Regions from separate parts of the Arabidopsis thaliana genome. Here region 2 is linked to region 1. Evidence: chromatin contacts called from public capture Hi-C data. All regions are on one chromosome and are shown on one strand. The core of a region is the stretch at or near the end of the contact, and the rest is flanking DNA. Distances in the headings are between cores, read along the strand shown.

The links. Capture Hi-C pulls out chosen DNA fragments and counts their contacts.
Region 2: a capture Hi-C map of seedling shows a contact between it and region 1, with 1.9 times the contacts expected there. The contact joins the promoter of AT3G15220 here to the promoter of AT3G15120 in region 1. A contact is called at or near these places in 12 of 26 Hi-C or Micro-C datasets (callus, cotyledon, leaf and 5 more) and 1 of 3 other capture datasets (seedling).

Annotation. Positions count from the first base shown.
Region 1 is chr3:5,093,479-5,097,820 of TAIR10.1, forward strand. AT3G15120 (P-loop containing nucleoside triphosphate hydrolases superfamily protein) reads right to left here and starts at 2,487. Exons shown (of 6, transcript NM_001338149.1): 1 at 295-2,487. The coding sequence starts at 2,004. It overlaps AT3G15130 (Tetratricopeptide repeat (TPR)-like superfamily protein), which reads right to left. Exons shown (of 1, transcript NM_112376.2): 1 at 2,924-4,342. The coding sequence ends at 3,675.
Region 2 is chr3:5,129,963-5,134,304 of TAIR10.1, forward strand. It overlaps AT3G15220 (Protein kinase superfamily protein), which reads right to left and starts at 2,368. Exons shown (of 21, transcript NM_112385.4): 1 at 2,189-2,368; 2 at 1,696-1,833; 3 at 1,485-1,541; 4 at 1,198-1,225; 5 at 994-1,116; 6 at 731-842; 7 at 601-638; 8 at 435-488. The coding sequence starts at 1,790. AT3G15240 (Serine/threonine-protein kinase WNK (With No Lysine)-like protein) reads left to right here and starts at 3,482. Exons shown (of 7, transcript NM_001084689.2): 1 at 3,482-3,894; 2 at 3,986-4,039. The coding sequence starts at 3,719. AT3G03055 (a long non-coding RNA gene) reads left to right here and starts at 2,485. Exons shown (of 1, transcript NR_140965.1): 1 at 2,485-3,007. It also overlaps AT3G03065.

The sequences.
Region 1 (4,342 bases), core at 1,237-3,736:
AAATCAAGATAATGGACAAGCCTTTTTGTCTTAAATTTCATAAAGAACAGTAATGACACATACACCATGTCAGAGATATATCAATGTTACGAAACAAACTCACAGAACATCAAAAGATTAAGCGAGAGAAAACACACAGAATTTATAAGAAAAAGAAACACTAATACTGTGACAGAATTGAACACACATTGTCTATCAATGAACCCAATAAACATATAAAATTGAAGGGATAAACACATGTCACTTAAGCAATCAAAAGACGTGTTGTGTCATATAATCAGAACCACACAATACCTCGGGACTCCATACGGCACAGTTCTGATGAACCCAAGTTCCAGAAATTCCATAACGATCGTTTATAGGGCCCAAGAGACGGCCAAGCCATCCAGGATCATCCCCAAAACCATCCAATATGTCATACTTTTGCTCCTCTGAAGATGAAGACCCGCTAGGTGCCTCTACGTCACTGTCACCATTATCTTGCATCAACTTCTTCGGAAGTTTGCCATCAGTACCCACTCCACATAAACCACAGCGTCTGGTTTGTTTGAAGAGAGGTTTACCTAGTCTATCTGATGAAGTGGAAACTGAGTCAACTGCCTTCTTGCACGTTTCATTCTGAATAGGTAACTCGTCAGGCATTTCCACACTTTCACCCCCTCTATCAAGAAACTCATTATGTTCCTTGGTCTTATTATTAGATGGTGTTCTAGAAACACCTTGCTCTCCGATATCATCATTCTGCTTCAAACTCTCATTAATCTCGGTGCTAGCTTCGCCAAGTAGTTCAGGATGTAAAGTATCTCCTTCTCTGTTCTTAACTTTAGCAGCAAAATCACTATCATCTTCTCGTATACCAGTGCCATTTCCACTCCCCGAAACCATTACTTCCATCTTCTTATTCTCACCTTCTAGTATACCAGTGCCATTTCCACTTTCCGAAACAATTACATCCATCTCCTTATTCTCATCTTCTCGTATACCAGTGCCATTTCCACTTTCCGAAACAATCACACTCATCTCCTTCTTCTCATCTTCAACTCCCATCTCAATCTCATTTTCCAATTCTTCCATTTGATTCCGACTTTCATTTTGTACTGCTTCCATTGTAACATTAGTATCAGCTCTCATTTCCTCCACATTAGCTTCAGTCTCACTTCCTGTCTTCTCTGCACTACATTGTGTCTCACTTTCCCCCTCTTCATCACTATCATCAATCTCATTGTCAGTGCTGTCTGTTCCATCCTCGCTCTCAGTCTCCGTTCTATCAACTTCAGCTTCATTCTCACTCTCTAAAAAAACGGATCTTTTGGTAGCCTTCTTCTCCTGGTATTTCTCTCTAGCTGCACTGTCAGCCTGCATTGATTCCTCTGACTCGCTAGCACTCTCATCTTCCGAATTACTGGTATCAGACTCCTTTTGCACATCTTCCGAATTACTGGTATCAGACTCTTTTCCCCCATCTTCCGAACTTTCTGATTCCTTAACATCCACTGGCTTTTTTGCTTTATTCAGCTTCCCACCTTTAAGGGCTCCTTTTTCCTCTTCCCTGTCACTTGCCTCTGCTTTTTCACTCAACTCACAGGCACGGTTTCTGAAAACGAGCTTCCTTTTCCCCTTTACCACACGTCTCTGTCTCCCACTCGCTTGGAAACCAACGTTCTTCTTCCTCCTTGACCTCAACCTGGATTTCCAACCATCCGGGGCATCCGAATCTCCATCCTCATTTCTCTTCCCTTTCTCTATACTACTGGAACTCTTATTAAAACGCTGCCTTTTCTTTGGTGGCGGAGGAGAAGCATCCAGGATGGACGGAATCTTCCTGACCCTAGAGCTCCGCCGAAGTTCAGAGTCAGCACAAGCTAACCCAGACCCACCATCTCTGTCCTGGGACTCTCCATGATTTTTCTTGTATTCCTCCTCACATATTGCAGCAAGCTTCTTACTTTTCTTCCCAGAAGGAGAACCCGAATGATTCTTTGTAACCTCATGCGATGATTTCATGACGAATCAACAGGTATAGAGATACTACGCATACAACTATTCTTCTCGAGACTGATCCAAATGAACATAAATAAAATTAACCGCTCAACGAACCTAACGCCTTCCAAATTAAGCTAATGAAGCAGTCTCGCGACGGATATGCTTAAGAATAAGCATTGGAGCGACTAACCTTCGTTCCATGATCAGCCCAAATTTGCAGAAATTATTTCGAATGAACCCAAACCCTAGATCCTACTTTCCACTAATTAACTTGCGAATTTCAAAATTGGGATGGTAGTGATACAATCGGAAGCTTTTTACTCCGAGAGTTCGTCTCTCCGATGATTACTCCTCCGCAATTTACCTCGGAGTCTTAGGGCTCCACGGTTGCGCAAGTCCAATAAATACTAGAAAATGAGGGAAAAAAAAATCTAATGCCCAATGAAAAATTGAATATTTAAGAATTAATTTTGTTTAATGATTTTTCTTTGAAGCGAGTGTGTGTGTGAGTGAGTGAACCAATAAGATTCGAATTATGTTTGACTTAATAATGAATGTCAACACATGCATATCTTAAGGCTGAAATTGGGCTTAGTCCTGGGCCTGTTTTTTTTTGTTTTGCTATTTCTCATATTTTCCTACAAAAAGTTGCCGCCAACCAATTTCATTTATAAATAATCTCACAAGAGACGGAAGAAAATGGGTGACCTCTAGACCTCTAGTCTAATCAACTTAGAACACAGGCCAGTAGATCTGCAAATCCTTCTCATCACCACATCACATTGTCTTCTTCCCTAGACTAATCTTCTAATACTCAAAATCTCTGTGTATTCTAAGCTTAATTTGAGTATATATATATATATGGTTTTATCTTGTTCTGAACTGAAACTCACGTTTTTTAGATTGGACTTTGCTCCTTCTAGCTGTGCTTATAAAACTTGCATCATCATGAGAAATCTTAAGATAAGTTAAGAACGGGCTTAGAAACTTGAAAAAAGCCGAAATCAACAGCAAATTGAACAATCGCTAGCAGTCAGACAACGCAAGAAACACAATTGACCAAGAAACATGAAATAGACGACATCCTAAGTTATTAGCTATTATAGATAGAACCGTAACGAAGATCATGAGTGACTACTGACAAGCAGTTAGATTAGCAAGAAGCAAATCGAAATCATCTCTTTCTTTCCTTTTGCGTGGTTGGTTGATTTGCAGGAGATAACAGGAAGAGCACACAAGTGGGGGACAATATATTCGCAGAGTATATCCGAAATTCCCAGTTTCCCCCACATAGACATTCAGAGCTTCTCCGAGGCTCACAGATTTAAAGTAGCCGTCATCTCCAATGATAAAAGTTGTGCGGTACCGAGCGGTCTCGGTGTGTAGATGTTCGTCTACATCTAAAACCACAGCAACTTTCTCTTGCTCATCAAAGAAGAAGCTCCCAGAGGATAGAGTTGTGGTCAAATCGAACAGCAACAAAACCAGTGAGTAGTGGTCTCATATCCACTTTCAAAAACTTGCTCCAGGACACAGCATTGGGCTCAATCTTGGTCGAAACCTAAATCTCCAATATATCAATTGAATCCTCACCCTGCTGATATAGCACCACGAGCTGTTCTTCCCTAACACATGGGAGGGTCACAGTCTAGGAAGCACCGGTACGGGGACGAAGTAATCAAGCTTGATGATCACCAGTAATCTCCACAGGAACAACAACCATCTTCAAAACTGTGAAACCGAACAGCATCTCTCACAACGTACGCTATCTTCGTGATTTTAGACAACCCCTTGATGAACTCATGACAATCTACGCATACTCTCAAGTTCTTGAACACTCTTATTGTCTTTCCTTTCTGGTTTAACCCGCCTGTTGCCAATGCCAGACCAATCGCTAGCTTTTCGCTGTGAGCTCTAAGGTTCTCCTCCTTTGACTCATCGTCTATATCATGCAGCTCATGTTTCAGGCCGTAAACATATCCCAATTCTTCTCTCAGTCTTCTTTCAGCTTCTTTCAAAGTTTCTTGGATCACAGGTGTCAGAGGATGTGAATCCTCTCCACTACGGAAAAAATGTACCTCTCTCTCAATCTCGACCCAGCTCATACCAGCTTCTTTCTTCAACCCTTTTATATTCCCAAGCTCTCGTGCGTTCCCTTGTTCGTTCCAATAACCGGCTTGCCCATAAAGGTTGGACATCATCACGTAATTTGCAGGATTCTTTGCATCGATCCTTAAAAGAATCTTACCCACTTCTTTCCCTAATTCGATGTCCCCATGTACTCGACAGAGGCTAAGAAGTGTTTGCCATATTCCGACATTTGGTTTTATCGGCATTGTATCAATCAGATGTTTAGCTT
Region 2 (4,342 bases), core at 1,118-3,617, 36 kb after region 1:
GATGAATGAGTGAAAATTGCAAACCATCAGCAGAGAAGTAAAGATGAGATGTTGTTCAAATTGATAAGATTATCTTTTCAACATAGCATATAAATTATCCCATAGCTGAAACATAGACATGATTCTACTATATAAGGCTGTAGATAAGAAACTGGAACTGAAGCTGCAGATAGGTTGAATAATAATTGGAAAAAAAAAATAAGTACTAGTGCGTTGGACTATTCAGGAGTATCCTAGTCCCTAGAAAATTTAACCAATTAAAAAATCAATAGACCTCACAATGCAAGAAGCAAAATCTAAACAAAGAGGCCAGAAATTTCATTACCAGCCCTAAGCATATATTACGGGGATGTAAAAGATATATTCACAGAAGAAAATGAACCAATAACAAGAATTAGAATCAACAGTGATCATTGGCATAATAGAGTAAGCACCTTCCTTCTTGATATTGTCCGCGTTAGCTGAGCAGACACACCAAAGTCCGCCACCTGATACAGAGTGAAAATGATGTTGAGGATGAAGCTTGTCCAACTAATACTCGATATAGAAAATATTGATGATTTAACTGTCACAATAAAAGTTAAAGTTAAAAAAATAAACCTTAACATCGCCATTCTCGCTCAACAAAATATTCGCAGCTGCAAAAGAGGAAGAAAGTGATTTTCTGTACCAAGCAGTTAAAACACATTTCAACAAATAAAAAACAATACTTCTATCAATGCACACAAACCTTTAATGTCTCTGTGGATCTTTCCCTCATTATGCAGATATTCAACAGCATGAAGCAAATCGCGTGTGATACAAGCGATTGATGTTTCATCCAACGGATTATTAGATTGAAGCTGCAAAAGATATATCAGTTTAAGGATTATAAGTTGCATCAAAGAGAATATAAGTGCAGGACAAGATCTCCACCATGCGTGCATGATCACACACAAAGTTATACTTCCAAATTCCAAGAGTTCTGAGCTACAAAGTAGTGAGTTAACATACAAGATCAGCAACAGAGCCACCGGCCATATATTCCATGATGATCCACAACTTGGTCTGATGAAGGTAAGAACCATAGTATTCGGTGATATATGGGCAACGACATTGTGACAATACTGAAATTTCCTGGGGTCAACAACAAAAACTGAGCATGACAATCGCCACACAAAAATATAAAGCACAGAAATAAACGTCAATAAGAAATACCTTCTGAATATCTTCGATCTCATCTTCTCTGCCAGATATCAAGTAAAAAGGTTAGTTAGAAAATTACTGAGCCTGATGGTATTCTCAACCAAAAATCCTATTCGTATAGTGGAAAGCCAAGGAAAGGTTACTGTCCCTTAGCCTTTGAGAACCGTGAACAAGTAACATTCATAGAATCATAATTGTAGTTACTCAACTTATAAGACGATAAACGTTATACAACTCAAAATCTTAAGAGGAGAATTGCATATATGATGAGAAAATACTAAAATAAAAAATATACTCACGATTCTTCCAGGTCGATTACTTTAATGGCAACTTCTTTATTGAGGTCCTTATCAAACCTGATAAGCAGCAGCAGTAGTTGTTCAGAATACAGGTAAGATAGACCTCTTATACAAATGTTCAGAATAGCATAATTCTAATCAGATATATTATATACGAGTATAATGGACGAACAGAAAATAAAAAAAAGTCAAGAGTGTGATAAATACTTACGCTTTATAGACATCACCAAAAGAGCCTCTTCCAATCAACTCAATCTGGCTAAATCTGGCTCCAGCTGCCTCTTGTAAACCCGCAACATCGTCCATCTCCACATACAAGGAAAAACCACCTTCTCTCCCGCTCCAACCACTATATTACGAAGATAACAACAGAGTCAGAACAAACTATAATACTTTTTACCACTCCCTCCCCTTTTCATTACATCTAAACTCTCCCCTCATAAATAAGTACCCAGAAGAAAGCACCAAACTTAAACTAAATCCCTTATACTCAAAGCAAACAAAATCAGCAAAAAAGTTAGGTGGATTGGAGCAAGTGACAGCTGACCAATAAAAATTTGCAAGTAGCCGAGAATATTCGTCACTCTAGGACACTGAAGAGAAACATCTTCACTGATGTTTTTCTCCCGTTCGATCAAAATCAGACTTAAACGAAAATAATCATAATCAAATTCTCTAAAGTTCAAGGGATCGATCCAAATTACCTGGTAATTCGACAGAGAAGACGAAATGGGATACTACAGATCTCTCTGTTGCTCTTTCCTTTCGTTTGCTATGTCATTTTGCCAGAAAGCACTCTCTCGAGCACCAAAGAGATCGACAGAAACTGTTTGGGAGATGAAGTCGAATTTATTTTTCATGTTGTTTTTCCTTCCAAGTTTCATTATGGAAACCATTTGTTACGAAGAACAACCCAACCCAACTGTTAAAAGCACTAAAAGCCCAATAAGCTTTGAAGCTCATTTAACGGCCCATATACTAGGAAGTAGAACTAGAAACCAACCATTGTTTCGGCCTTTGCAGCAATTAACATGATCTCATATTCGACTTTCTTTACCCACAAATTGTTTTTCTTTTTCCTAATAAACGGTGGGTCCCGCAAAAGAAAAATTGTAAGTAAAGAACAGAGCCGGTCAATGCGGAGCTAAGACTCGTCAGGGTTTCAGACTGATGCAATCCAGACCAACTCTCTGTTACTCCTGTCCTATTTTTTTAAGTTTACGTCACTCACACTTCTCACTCGCCACCCTTTGGTGTATTCATCAGACGATTTTGTTTCTTCTTCCTGGTTTGTCTCTGTGTTTCTATGCGTAGTTTATACGCGCCACGAGGTCAAAACCAGACGCTGGGTCATGGTTGATGACAAAGCCACTCGAGTCTTACACACGGCACGTGCACACGTGACTCCTAAATCTCTTCTTCCTATATATTCTCTTTGTCGTGCCCCCTTAATTTGCGTGCGTGTCACACCCGTAGTAATATGAATCTTGGTCCTAAACCGAATCCCAAGTTTGACGACAACTAAATAAAAGCCTTTTTCTTCTTAAGAAAAAACACTTTCACATTTCATGGTTTTAATTGTATCACTAGAGTTATATATAATACTAAAACTAAAAGACTGTGTTTTTTAGTGGATAAAAATGTCGACTGACTAATTATGTCATTGTAATTGTATCTTTAATCATAACAACAACAGTTTATCCACTCGAAACCATATGATTATTTCTCTTTCAGAAAAGCAATATGAAGTATAGAAAATCAATGGTTGATAATTGGATTCCATTCAAACAAATATAAAGCGAACTAAAATGATTTTTTCAGGAAGATTTTCAAGTATCTTTGACTTTCTTGGCCTAAGAGATAAAAAACTTTTACATGCAAAAAACTTTAACCTTGTGTTCAATTGGTTCTCTGATAATTAATTATATATTACTTATTGTTAACTATACCAAACCCCAAGAAATTCGTATCCTTGCCACAAGATTGTAAGATTTTATCAAAAAAGTAATAAGAACTAAAATAGCATATTATTGTGTAGACAAACAGTAAATGTTGGTTTGGTAATCATATAATTAGTCTAAATTAGAAAAAAAAATTATAAACATTGAAAATAAAAGAAATTTAGAACATAAAAGAGTCCATGAGAAGCTTGAGCAAGGAAGGCAGCAAAGAAAACCTAGAAGGCCAAAACTAGAGGAGAAACCCATATAACACACACCGACATATTCATATAGATGGTGGGCTCGGAACATCATCACCATCATCAACAACATCATCATCAAAACCATCAGCAGCAGCAACAAAGGAGCAAAGAAGCTTTAGGGATGGTGGCTCTCCACGACGCCCTGAGAACTGTTTGTCTCAACACCGACTGGACTTACTCTGTCTTCTGGTCCATCCGTCCCCGTCCGTACGTATCTCTCTCCTCAGCTCCTCTCTTTTTTTTTTATTGACATGATCTATCTATCTCTCCTCAAAACGATGTCTTTTTTGTTCTTCAGGAGAGTTCGAGGCGGTGGCAACGGCTGCAAAGTTGGCGACGACAATGGAAGCTTGTAAGTTACACTTCTTACAAAAAAAAATTAGGTTACCCGTATAGTCAAGAGACTTAGCGTACTATAGTTAGTCTTTATGAAACATGATTAAAAAGTCAACATTTTCCCTTATGGTTTATCGTATTATAGTCACCGGAAACTTTCCCCGGAAAGAAACTAACTAGACAGACTAGTATTAGTACTCTAGGCTTGAATTAACAAAACAAAACAAAAATCCAAAAAATGTTGCATGGAGATCCTAGACATGATCATGATCACGTAGCTCTATGCATCTATATATATGCGATGAGACTGTATCTACCA